Linked DNA regions of Rattus norvegicus: region 1 is linked to region 2. A link is a contact called in public Hi-C data. All regions are on one chromosome and are shown on one strand. Each heading gives the region's core, a stretch centred on a gene start, on an enhancer-like site or on the middle of the called end of the contact. The rest is flanking DNA. Distances are from core to core; before and after follow the strand shown.

Evidence for each region. A called contact is a pair of places that touch in the nucleus more often than the background predicts.
Region 1: a contact with region 2 is called in a Hi-C map of liver, with 2.5 times the contacts expected there. The contact joins two enhancer-like sites. A contact is called at or near these places in 3 of 12 Hi-C or Micro-C datasets (kidney and liver).

What each region holds. Positions count from the first base shown.
Region 1 is chr17:61,750,072-61,756,999 of GRCr8, forward strand. It overlaps the pseudogene Nsfl1c-ps1. Among named protein-coding and RNA genes, the nearest start is that of Trnaa-agc37, 140 kb to the right of the region's middle. Within about 2 kb of position 1,305, at least 3 of the 93 cell types and tissues checked have an H3K27ac peak or open chromatin away from gene starts, as enhancers often do. A contact at or near this core is called in liver, where this site is marked.
Region 2 is chr17:61,510,723-61,517,914 of GRCr8, forward strand. No RefSeq gene overlaps it. Among named protein-coding and RNA genes, the nearest start is that of Trnaa-agc37, 380 kb to the right of the region's middle. Within about 2 kb of position 5,164, at least 1 of the 93 cell types and tissues checked has an H3K27ac peak or open chromatin away from gene starts, as enhancers often do. A contact at or near this core is called in liver, where this site is marked.

The sequences.
Region 1 (6,928 bases), core at 55-2,554, 240 kb after region 2:
CAGCAACCCACATGTCTCTGCCCCAATTCTTTGGCAATGAGGGCACATGCATATTTGAAGAAAAGAGTTTGTGGTAGAGCAAAGCTACTTGTGAGGCAGGAACAAAGAGGGCAAGAGCTGAAATTCCGCAATCCATTTTGCAGGACATCCTCAGTCCCTAAGCTTCTTAGAATGCCCTCCAATTCTTCGAGGCTCAACTGCCTCTGATAGTATACCTTAGGAGACAAGCCTTTCCACATAGTTACTAACAAGGCTCCTGTGACAAGGTGTAGCAGAAGGCTCAGAAGTGCCAGTGAGGAGGCATTGACCATGGATATGAAGCCCCAGTCGTACAGTTGAGACCAACTGTATTACTCATGGATATAGCTGTACAGGGTATGTTGTGTCTAATAGGAATCTACTTTAGAGTGATGTCACATGCCCTTACCAAAAATAAAACAATAAGTATGTGAGATGAGAGACCATTTGCTAGCTCCATTTAACCTGTCTAAAGTTCACATGGACCAGAACATCACACTCTACCTTCTATGTGCAGCTTAGTATCCATTAATTAAATGCAAATTAACTGTAAAATCCACAGACTGTGTGGACCCACATCAGCCTTGCCATAGCCAGACTCTCAACAACTCTCCCCACAAGTGCCAGTTCCTTGATGCAATCTGTCTAACTTTATATCTTGGTAAAGACTGTAATTCATTGCCCCCAAGTCTTCACGAACTTTTCTTTGAAAATTATACTCGCTATCTGTAGGGCATATTTTTCAACCTATTTAAAATAGATACAGTAAATCCCCAAAGAGGTGCTTCTTTCTGGTCCCTCAAACATGAAACCTTCTCAAGAAACTGAAATAAAAAGCAAACTTCATCAAATTATTTCACTGGAGAGAAGTGGAGGGAAATGTTTTGAGGACAGTTAGGAGGCAGTCATCTTTGTCAGGGGCCAGAACACACTTCCCTTGAGAAGCTTTAGGACTGACATAAATAATGCAGCCTGTAGAAAGGTCATCTCTGAGGCTTCAGAGCGACAGCCCCAAAACAATTGCTCTGAAGAATTCCAGGCATCAGTCTAAGCACTACATAGAGAGGGGCAAGGAAGCCCTGTGTAAAAAGTGCCAACCTTGAACCTTGCTGTGGCTCTGGTGTCTTATCAGGCGCCACATTCTAGTCCCTGCAGCAAAGGTAGAAGAGGTGCAGGCCAACACATCTTGAGAGGCAGGAAGCACAGGCCACAGGGCATTTAGAGAGGTCAAGCGAGCATGGAGCAACTCCAGGAATCAATAGCACTGCGAGGAGTGAGGAGGGATCAGTGACCTCTGGACTTTGTGGCAGTTTAGCAGTTGATTAACAACACACCAGGGACTGGCCCTGGGCTATGTGGCAGCCACAGACAGCTAATTTCAGACAATTGGAATGAGCTAACTCAGGCAGGCCCTTGCAGAAGGCACAGCTCCTGAGCAGGACACTAAACAGGAAGACACTTGAGCCACTTGACAAAGCTTACAAATCACCTCAAAATCTGAGTCCCCCCTCCCACTGGGCCTCTTCTCAATTTTTATCACGAAAATTTCCAAAATTTTTTTTAAAATCAGTGAATTTAATACATTTCCATACATTGGGTCACCAATATCCATCTATTAACTCATGACCAAATTTATTTATCTCTGACTCTCCCCACTCCAGCTACACAAGGTTAACATAGGGCAAGTACTAGACATAATAATATAACTTAATTTGTAAATCTTCCTGCTTAAATCTCTAAACAATTCCTCTCTGGAACATCCTATGCTATTATCACAGCAAAAATTAAGTGCCCAAGGCACTTGTTTATGAGTGCACTAGTCTTGGCTGAGGACAATCTATGAATTGAGGCTATTTTGGGATTTTGGAAATCGGGCTTACTGCTGAATGCTACCAAATACTGAATAAATAAACTATACCATTCCTCCAAATTTCAAGTGGACATTTCTAAAATTTAAAAGCAAAGGAATTCTGAAAACGACAGAAATAATACACAAAAAACATGCAATTGTTTTAAGCAGTGCACAAAAAGAAGTTACAGAAGGAGAGAGAGAATAAGTCGTCAGAACAATAATGAACAAGAGTGTCCTCCAGAGGGGGGTGAACATGGCTGCAGAGCGGCAGGTCGTGTTGAGGGAGTTCGTGGAGTTGATGGGCACTGAGGAGGACAGGCCTGTCTTCTTCCTGGAGTCAGCTGGCTGGGACCTGCAGATTGTACTTGCAAGCTTTTATGAGGATGCAGGGGCTGAAGACATTGTGACCATTTCACAGGCAAACCCAAGTTTAATGTCTAGAGGCACAGCTCCTAGTGATAATAGAGTAACATCCTTCAGAGACCTCGATCATGACCAAGGTGAAGAGGAAGAGGAGGAAGAGGAGGAGGGGGAGGTGGAGGAGGAGGAGGAGGGGGGTAGGAGGAAGAGGGGGGGGAGGAGGAGGAGGGACAGAGGTTTTATGCTGAGGGCTCAGAAAGAAGTAGACAGCAAATTGTTGACCTCCCTAGGAAGAAAAGTCCCAACAAGCTGGTGGATGATCTGTTTAAGGGTACCAAAGAGCATGGGACCGTAGCTGTGGAATGAGTGACCAAGAGCCCTGGAGAGACCAGTAAACTGAGACCGTTTGCAGAAGGGGGCTACCGCCTTGGAGCAGCACCAGAGGAAAGGTCTGCCTATGTGGCAGGAGAAAGGATTCAGGCCAGGATGTTCATGTAGTGCTAAAGCCCTGGAAAACTAGATTCAGTTTAGATAATGACAACCTTAGAAGCGGCCGAGACCCAGCCAATGCTCAGTTCCTGGAGTCTATCCGTAGAGCGGAAGTTTCTGTAGAGCTTTGGAGGTTAGTTTACACTGGGCAAGTGGCTTTGGATATGGAGGATCATAGAGATGAGGACTTCGTGAAGCCCAAGGGAGCCTTCAAAGCCTTCACCGGTGAGGGCCAGAAAGTGGACAGCACGCCCTCCCCTCACCCACCCCTTAGTATTAAACACCAGCTCTCCAAACCAGCAAGCAGAAAATGAAACCAAAGCTAACTTGTCCATATTAATCAATGAGGCAGAATCCACCATGGACATTCAAATCTGGCTTGTAGATGGTGGGAGGCTGGTGCAGAAATTCAACCACAGTCACAGGATCAGCGACAATGGACTCTTCATCATGTATGCCCGGCCAGCTATGGCTGCCACCAGTTTTGTCCTTATCACGACCTCCCTAACAAAAAGTTGGCTGATGAGAACCAAACTCTAAAGGAAGCCAATCTTCTTTGCACTGTCATCGCTGTCATCATTTGGTGGTTAACATAACCGCCTAGCTGCTGCCTCACCTCCCTGTGTGTCTCCCATGACTGAAGTCATGCCCATGGGAATTACTTCCCAACCCCTAGCCCTTCCAGTGCCTCGTCTTGTCCGTAGCTCTGGATTCTTGAACATTCGTGTTCTCTTTAGTTATACTTCCTGGGATTTTGTGGTGATCAATAGATTTTAAAGAGAAAAAAATAAAAACACAAAAATTTGAAGAAAAAATAATGAATAAGAATTTAGAATTCCTTCCAATTGATCTCAGACACACAGGATATATCAAAGAAGCTCAGAAAACAGCAATTCATAGAATATGTGGGGTTGGGGGAGACTACCCAGAGGCTTATGAAATTCAAACTCCATAAATCCATACACTAGCAAATCTTGCAAAGAAAAAAAAAAACCTAGGGGAGGCAATAATACCTTCCTCTAGAAGACCACAGCTAAAAATTGTACCCAATTCATTCCAAGGAAACAAGCCTCAAGAAAGGCTAGAGTGAAGAAAAGTATTGAGAGAAATCAACAACTGACACCTACCTAGAACTCTGTTCCTTCTGAAATCCAATCTTTTAAGTGAAGAAATTAGTACTTTCTCATATAAATAAAATTTCAGGAAACTAGACTTGCCTTGCAAATACTGGAAATTCTTGACATTTTTATCCCTTGTTGTACCAAGTAACATGATAACCATGGATCCTTTTATTTTAAAGATTAGTTTGTTATAGATAATAAATATTTACTGTAAGTTGAGCACTAAAATAAAAGAGAGAAAATTAGGTTCAAACTAAAACAAAATAGACAATAAAAAATGGATCACAAATAAAGGAAGTCAAAAGTAACAGATAGATAGGAATAATCCACACAAAAAAAACAAAAGCTGACTGTTGAAAAAGATTAGTAAAATCAGTATCTCTCTGTCCAGGTTAATAGTATCATGAATGGAAGTTTTAGGACAACAGATCAAGGATGCGAAAGGACTTAGAAAGGGTAGACCATGAAAAGGTCTGTTCTCACAGGTTTGATAATCTGTGAAAAAGAAAATGGATCCATTTCTTCAAAGATAAGTCTACCAAAGATAAGTACACAAAGGGAGATAGACAATTTCAATAGGCTCCTATCTACTAACTAAATCAATTAAATACGTCAGTGGCATAATAAAGCTGAAAGCATCAGGTTCAAGCAGGCTTACTGTTGAACACTACCAAATACTGAATAAATAAATTGTACTATTCCTCCAAAACCTCTTCCAGAAGCAAGGAAAATAATTCCTAATAGATTCTATGAGTTCAGCATTACCTTTGAAGTATCTTAAACCAAATACATTGTAAGACAAAGAGTTACAAACTACCATTTTTATGATCTAAGATTTGAAAATATCAATCAGAGAGTAGTAAATTAAATCTAGCAAGTATAAAAGGAATTACTCATCACAAATGAGTAGTATTTGTTTTCAGAATTTAAGATTGATTCACTATCTTAAAATAAATTAACGTAATCCATCAAAAGAAGTGAAATGAGGAAATCAGATATTCATATCAACAAATACAGAAAAAGTCAATATTCGTTCACAAAAATGATTCTTGAATGATACACATTCATTGTTTATGAAGGTAAGAAATTTGTCAGAAGGTTTAAATGTAAAGCTCCGGTAATATAGAATAAATGAACGATTAGAACACTTCAACATATTCAAATTTAATGCAAGTTTTTCCTAGCTGAAATACAATCTGATGCCCAAATATTACATATTTTATTTTTAGAATGAGAAAATCTGGCTTTAGTGTGTGTGTGTGTGCAAGAAACATTCTTTAATTTCATGAACAATGAGATTATAAGTGATGAATGTGATCATGTGTACTCCCATGTAGCACAGACTCTTAAATTTATGAAGAGGAAACATTACAAAACAGTATTTATTGCATTATGAATATCCTGCTAATTGGGATAATCTTATTTTGGTTGTTGGCATTCATAAAGAAAATTGAGTTAATTCAGGACAAAAATATCTCTTATTATTTTCAACTTAATTAATGAAAAACAGAGGCCATGACTTTGAAAGAACAAGGTGGGATATGTGGAAGGATTTAGGGAGAGGAATGTAAAGAATAATTATTTGGATTATATTACAATCTGAAAAATAAAAGAAGTAATAATAACATTAAAAAATGATTCTTAAGAAACTAGTAACAGAGAGGAACTTCCCCTTTATAGAAAAGAATATCTACTAAAAGAAAAACTAATATGAAACTTAACAATCAGTAGCTATGTTATTACCTGAAATGTCTCATTCACTATTGACAGTTTTTGGTATCTATTCAGAAGTCCTAGAAAATGTAATCAGCAAGAAAAATAAATTAAAAGTATAGCTAATGAATGAGGAAATAAAACTATCCTGAAATGGTGGAAATGCCTGTAACATTTGAACCCAGGAGGCTGAGGTAGGAAAATTGGCATGAATTCACAGTCAGCTTGATCTATACAGCAAGTACCAAACTAGCTAGGGCCACATAGCAAGGCTATGTGTCCAAAAAGCCAAGAAAGGAAGGAAGAAGAGAGGGAAGGATGGAAAGAAGAAGGGAAGGAAGGAAATAAGCAATGGAGGGAGGGAGAGATAGAGGGAGGTCTGAAGGAAGGGAGGGAAGGAAAGAAGGCATCAGCAGAGTATCTTGAAGAACTGACAAAGCAATTTCAGACCTCACAAGTGATAGTAGCCAGGATGCTAGACACAAGATTAAATACAAAAGTCAGTAGTTCTGTATATCAACAATGAAAAAGTAAAATTATAAATTTAAAATATAATTTTATTTATATCAATGTCCAATACATTTAAATATTTAAATATAAATCCAATAAAATATGCATAAGACCTATATGTAGGTAGGGAAGGTCTTATCCAAAATATAAAAAACTACACAAAAGGATTCAGATATCAAAATGCTCTGCAAAGATGAAAGATTTTCTGGGCTGACAATTCCACAGAAGCACCATGAAAATTCCACAGATATATTACAGAAAATAACAGACTGCTCCTAGGGTTCATACAAGAGTGAGAAGACACAGAGTAATTAATGTAGTATTGACAAAAAGCTGTTAGAGAGATGACGCTACTTATCTCTAAGAGTTATTATAAAACTTTAGTAACCAAGATAGTTTAGAATAGTCAAGTTGTTAAACAGAATAGAGGGGTAGAAATAAAGAGTTCTACGTAAGTACAACCAACTGACCTTGACAAAATAATAGAAAAAATAGCCTGGAGCAAGAGCAGACTTTTCAACAGCAAATGGTACTGAGACAACTGCGCATGCAAAATACACAGCACAACACACACACACACACACACACACACACACACACACACACACACACACATACACATAGGTTTTACATTCTACATAAAAAATAACATCAAAATGCATTAACCTTAAAGATTAAAATACAAACCACAAAGCAGAAAATGTTTCTGCAAATGTGGATATAGTAATGTTTTAAATACAAAACCAATTTTCTGAGGAACCGCAAGATTGATATTTCCAAAGTGGTTTTTATCTGAAGACCCAGCTATACCACTCAAGGGCATATACCCAAAGATTATCCAACATATAACAAAGACACGTGCTCC
Region 2 (7,192 bases), core at 3,914-6,413:
CAGAGAACTCCAACCTCAGCAAGGTGGCTGGATATAAAATTAATTCAAACAAATTAGTAGCCTTCCTTTACTCAAAGGATAAACAGACTGAGAAAGAAATTAGCGAATGGGGAACAAAATACTCAAGGGAGGAAATACAGACACAAAGAGTGAAACAGGGACTGAAAGAAAGGTCTTCCAGAGACTGTCCCACCGGGGATCCATCCCACATGCAGCCACCAACCCCAGTCACTATTGCTGAGGCCAAGAAGTGCTTGCTCACAGGAGCCTGATAGTGATGCCTCCTGAGAGACTCTGCTGGAGTCTTAATGACAGAGATGAGGATGCTTGCATCTAACCATCAGACTGAGTATAGGGACCCCACTGGAGGAGTCAGAGAAAGGACTGAAGGAGCTGAAGGGGTTTGCAACCCCACAGGAAGAACAACAATATGAACCAAACTGACCTCCCGGAGCTCCTGGGGTCTAAACCACCAACCAAAGAGTACATATCAATGGACTCGTGACATATGTAATAGAGGATGGCATGGTTTGACATCAGTAGTAGGATAAGTCCTTGGTCCTGTGAAGACTCATATCCCCAGTGTAGGGGAATGCCAGGGTGTTGAGTTGGGAGTGGGTGAATAGAAGTGTGTGTGTGTGTGTGTGTGTGTGTGTGTGTGTGTGTGTGTGTGAGCATCTTCATAGAAGCAGGGAGAAGTGAATGGGTGGGTGGTAGGGGGGAAAGGGGTAACATTTGAAATGTAAATACAGAAAATATCCAATAAAATTAAATAAATAAATTCAAAAAGGAAAGCATCTTCAATAAATGGTGCTGGACTAATGGCAGTCTGGATGTAGAAAATGAAAATAGATTCATATTTATCATCTTGCACAAAGTTCAAGTCCAACTTTATCAAGGACCTCAACATAAAACCAGACACATTGAATCTAATAGAATTAAATTAATTTTCAACACTTGTGTGTTTCCCCCTACTCTTCATGCACCCCAAAAATATGAGGTACAAGACTACAAATACACTTCTCTTTTTGATTAGGTATTTTTGTTAGTTTTATAACTTTCATTATTTTCTTCTCTAACAATGTCATAAATTGCACTCTCATTACACTCCCATCTCTTTCCTTCACATTGTTTCTGCCATTTCACCCATCTAAAGGGCAGGCTTTTAAAGGACACAGAATAAACTGAGTCTTTTGTTCCTGGTAAAGAATAGCCAGTGATCTCTACTAGTGATCACACACTAGAATCTTTAGTGTGTCTAACAAGGACAACTAAAAGTGAAATTGTTAAATAACTCTTTGATTTACATTAACTACTTTCCTCATAGAATAGAATTCTTCCCCCTCAGACTGGCCTGCACATGCCAATTAGGTGCATATGTCCAATGTGTATGTGATCTTTCAGTGAGATAGTTCTGTGACCTCCTCTTCTGCACGTATTCTCAGCAGCATGTCCCTCCCCCTCTCACTCCTTCAACTTCACTCTCAAATATGTTTTTTCATTTATAAAACTCTTCTAAATTAACCTCAGCTTTCCTGTTGCTTACAAACTAAATCTCATTGTGATAGGCTCAGTATCTTGAGGAAATTCTGATGTATCTGCCTCAATAAAACCAACTAGCACACTTAGCCACACTTTCAAAAGGGTGACTGCATCTGTCTTTTCTTATATGCATTCCTGCAGCCAACCTTGCATCTTGCCTCACCAGCTCAGGCTGGGCTGTAACATTTACCTACTCACAGGACTCTCTGAATCTCCATAGATAGTCCAACCTTAACACTTCCAAGGGAGAACAATAAAACCACTTAGAAAATTACCATGTTTCCACCATTTAAACTCCCTATGCTGAAGAGTCAGAAATTATAGTCCAAGGACATTTATGGAGAGGGATCCTAGCAATCATCTCCAGATCTCTGCAAGAATCTGAGTAGTCTTTCCCCTAGAAGTCTGAGGCAATCGAAGATAGACATTTTGACAAATGTTCCACTTCACATTGAACTACAGTTCCCAATCACATGAACGTTATGCTATATGACTCTATGTCTAGTACCTGCCAGGGTTCATCCTCTAAAACATGATGTCATACATAGCCCACACAATGTCTGTCATTGGATACCAAGTTCCTGATCATACAAAAACACCAAGATGAAGAAACATTAGAAACAACTTATTTAACCAAATTATTGAAGCTATAATAAATTTAAATAATAGAATCACGATTTTATAAAACTCACATTACAAAATAAAGCACAATTATAGAAATTATATTGTTAAAATAAAAAAATAAAATAAAAATTCTGGAGTTAAAGTGTAATAGGCTAAAACTTAGACTTTCCTGTGCTTACAGTAGGTTGATACCGGAAAAGAAAAGTCTATGAGCTGGTCAGAGAAATAAGCTACTGTCAACAGCATCACTGACATCAACAGACAGGAGAAATAATAAAACAAAAGATGCACAAGAGAGATAAGCCTGTTGACACAAAGTGTTTGTTTTACATGTACAGCAGTATGGGTTTATACCTAGGACATACATTCAAAAAAATGTGAGGTATGATCCTGGTGAAGGAACAGAAACAGATTTCTGGGGCTCGCTGCCCATCCAACCAGGACCACTTAGCAAGCTCTAAGCAAAAGGGAGATCCTGTCTCAGAAAACAAGGTGAATAACTTCTGAGAAACAATACCAAGAGTTGCCCTCGGCCCTCCACATACATGTATATACCTCTACCTACACAGACACACATACACACAAAATAAATATGTAAATGAAAAGATGTGCATCATCTGTTCACAATCCACTTTTCTATACATTTAATTACATGTGTGTTGGGCCTTCTCTCCATGACATATATGAGTGTAGAATTTATGCTACATATACAACTACCTTTATGTAGTATCAGAATTGAGGAGGGAATGAAGCAGAGAAAAAAAATGCAGTTATAATTGTTTTCTCAAAATTGATTCAAAAAATTATGTCAAGATAGAGATCTGTAGAAAACTTTAGGCTCACAAAGATGATGGTAAAACAGGATCACAATTTGTCAGATCAACACAATCTGCTAAGGACCAGGAACAAACAAACAAACAAAAAAATGAAAAGACACTCAAAGAAAACATAGTCTTCATACCAGCATCAAGCTGGCACCTCCCTGTCTCACACCTCCATAAGAAAATGCTTCCAAAAGCAATCAGCGTAGTTGAGAATCACTAAAGGATAAAGAAAGTAAAACTAGAGCCCCACATTCTGGAGAAAAAGACTCCTAGGGAGACATGAACACAGCTATCTGCACATGTGCCCACATTGGGGAAATCTGTTGTTCACTGGCAAGAACAAAAAGAGGTTCAATTGTTCTTCAAGCAGAAAGAAAATGAGGCCAGGAAAGACGATAAATACAGGATGAACTGGAAGATAATAGATATGTGATTGCGTGGTTCAAATCAGTGATTTGTGCTTTTCTTCATTTTTAGATTGCATTGCAGATGCACAACGACTGGGTTCTGGTTACACCCTCCTCTGTGCACTTGTTGTATACCTTGATGTTGGAAGCAGATGTCTTTAAGTTGAGATGCTCTGGGCTCAGCCTCCCTGGTTACTGACACCTGCAGGTGCCAGGAAGTCAGTGGTCTGGGGCTTCCTATTATGTCTACAGAGTCACTGTGATGCCAACAGCAGCAACGCTCAACAAGGGGTTGTCAGCTGAATGGCAGAATGAATGGTATTGTGGGGGAATTGGGGAAAAGTAAGAAAGAGAATGGAAAGACAAAAAGTTACATAGAATTAATATGATAGGGCCAATGCAGAGCTGAGCCAGGTGGGAAATCTGACCACAGCACTTTTCATGACCACCATTTTCTCCGGAACACTATAACCCTATAAGGAAGTATCTAATCTTTTATTGAGTCTCAGTCCTGCTCCATTTTAGAAGCAATGCAGTGTGGCTAAATGTGCTCACTTTGAGCACAAGAGGTTAAGAGAGGAAGACTTGCACCTGTAGTAGCAAGTGTGTAATCCCAGAAGCTTGCTGCAGTCATCAGCAAGAGCTGATTGACCTGGCAAGGGCTGTTCCCATGAAAGCAGAAAGGGATCTCTGGGCTTCTGTCACCTCAGAGTGCCAACAGCCGGGCCTTACTGTTATTCTTGCAAAATGGCCATGAGTTCTTTACTTGTAGAGTTTCTTCTACAAGTTGTGAAGAAGATATTTCAATATCATGATTGGATCCTAATGGGCACGTGTCAGTGATTCACAGACTGACACTTAGGAAGGGGACTGAAGTCTTTAAACAGACAGCTACACACATATCTCCAAGAATTAAGACAGAGTATGGCAGAAACTTTTGCACTAAGGGCTGGGTGGGGAAGGTTTGCAGATGGAGCAGATGAAGCTAGAATAAAATCTCCTTCTGATGTTTTGTTTCAATCAAAAGGTTGGAACTGAATGAAACTTACAGATTAATATTTGCTAATTTTTAAAATCCTTTTAAAAAGTAAGCAAGTTTCATAATTATGTATCAACCATCCTTTTTTCAAATAGTTTATTTTTATTTTAATTATACATATGTATTTGTGTCTATATGTGGGTACTGTGCACCTGAAAACAGGTATCGACAGAGATCAAATGTGTTAGAGTTATAGTGACAGTGGTTGTGAGCCCATTCGTGGATGCTGGGAATTGAACTCAGCTTATCTGAAAGAGCATTGAATATTGTTCACTGCTGGGCCATATCTCTAATCTCTCAGCCATCTGTTTTTATCTTTCAATGTAGCAATTCATTGGTAGATGCTTCCCTACAGCATTATCCACATTTGTAGTTCAGGAATTGTATAGAATAGGTATCTTAAGATCCATTTCCTACAAGAAAACCTCTGTTAACCTGCAGTAAATTATTTTGGTGGATTAAACAGGCTGCTTTGGTTAGAGTTGGCACAAGGCTGTTAGAGGCACCAACCTGGGAGCTCACGTATGGGCTTTGTTTTTTCTTTTCTTTATCCACCAGAAAGGGTGTGGAAACTGTTTCTGCCTTCAGTTTAAGGGATACAGGCCTGCTGTCTCAGGCCTGCTGATTCTCTTTAGGTGCCTTCTCGATAGCTTTAGTTTTACACACCAGCACTATGTCAGGCAAACAGGAGATGCTCTCTGCCTGGGCAGAGAACATGGGGTGGGGTTGAAGAAGTTCATGGTGTGTTGATGGCATTCCTAGTCTCAGTGTGAAGTTTCCGAAATCCGTGCCTGCTGACTAGGACCACTCATTTAATTGGATCTTGCATACTTGCCTGGGTGATTGAATGACTAAAAGAATATACAAGTCATGTGATGCAGAATTAGCATAAACCCCCAACAAGTGTTATTCCTTTTATCCTACTGAAATGTCACAGTCTGTGCTTTCTGTGGACAGTCAATGCTTAAACATCATGAAAAAGCAACTCTGTGCCTTTGTTAACAGCCAGAGTTCAAGCACGGGTTGTTTGAGTAGTTCACATTAGTGTAGCATTAACTGAGCTCAAACAGAGACAGACTCTTCCCTTACAGCGATACGATTGGATCCATAGCTTTGTAAATTATTTGAAAGCCTGCACACACTTCTCTGCTATAAGAAACCAGAATGTGCCAATGCACACAGAAGGGACATCTTTTAAATTCCTGTCGTTTTTTACATGTGTTCTTCCTCATCAGTGATGGGCACACTTTCACAATTCTTCCCTCAGCCAGTGAGTTTGGAAGATTAGTCATTTTAGACTGGCTTCTGTCCTTGTTTGTCATGTCTACGTCACAAGGGTGTTGGAAGGATTAATTAGTCAACATGTAAGGCTCTTTGAAGATGAAAGCTCTCTAAATTGCTAAGCAGTGCTCGCATTCCTTCAGAGTACATATTTTTTCCTTTTATATTTACAAAAATCCACCCACCTCCCGCTAACCCTCTTGGCTAACATTATTTATCCAGCTTGCCTTTATTAAAAATTAACCAGCTTTGTTTTTTCCCCCAACAAGTTTCATAACATTTATTTACCCATGTCCTCATTTCTCTTCCCTATTTTCCCTGTGAGTCTTTCTCTTACTCAGAGAGTAAGAACACTTTTCTTCAAGACTTATGGACTTTGTGTTGTTCCTATTCATAATGTCTGTGGCCTGATACACCCACAGAGGAGAAAGAAGCCACTATTATTGCATTTCAGAGAGGCACATACTGGATGAGCTGCTGTAATTCCGAGGATGCTCAAATGCACTCTTACAGTTCTTTAAAGAAATGGTTTCCCACTTGGGAGAGGTAGTTTCTTTCTCCATGATCTAAACTTTCTCATGGAGTTTGTCCAAAGTCCTTTTGAGACTTAAAGATACAGTCAGGGGATGGCTGAGAAAGGAGGGGCTGCTGGATAGCACTTTAGTCTCTGTTCCTGTAGAACCAGCTGTGACAAGGAGGCCCAGCTGTGAAAAGTTCTGGGATTTTTCTGTTTCTTTGCAGTCCCATCAGATTTTTTACCTCACACATTCTGACATTTTCTTGTCTGTGGATTTTTGTGGTGAATAATGCAGAGAACCAGGCACCATGCCACACTACCTCCTGCTACTCTCTGTCCCCTGCGGTCTCTCTGCCTCCATGGCTAGCCCCATCAGCAGACATTCATCTACTTCCCATGGCGGGCCGCTGCCACGCCAGTCCCATATAGAGACCACCTATCTCGGGGCTCTCTCGCTGCGGACTCTGTTCACATTCCCAGCAACCTGGTAAAATCAAAACTCTAGAGGCTTGTAATTTATCAATCTGATGTATATCAGTAAATTCTCACCCCACAAAACATCCACACGATAAACTCAGAGCCAATTGACATTGATAGAAACCGCCCACCTAAATAAGACAAATAGTCCTGTAATCATCCACCCCTTAAGATATCCAGAGCTCCCTGTGGCTAATTACAGTCACATGGGGGTGGGTCCTTCTCCTCCATCTTTTTTATTCTCCTTCCCTTCTCTCTCCTGTTTTTCAAAAACTCTGCCCCCGCCTTTCTTTTTCACTGCCCAATCACAGGCCTTACCTTATCTCGTGTCTACTCTCACCTGCATATAGACATCAATACACATTTCACCCTTTCTGTCTAATTTTAAAAGAGAACTTTTCTCTCACATGTAAGCTGAGCACAAGGATTACCATTCTGTAATTTAGAAAGTATAAGCTATACCTCACACCCAGTCCTTCAT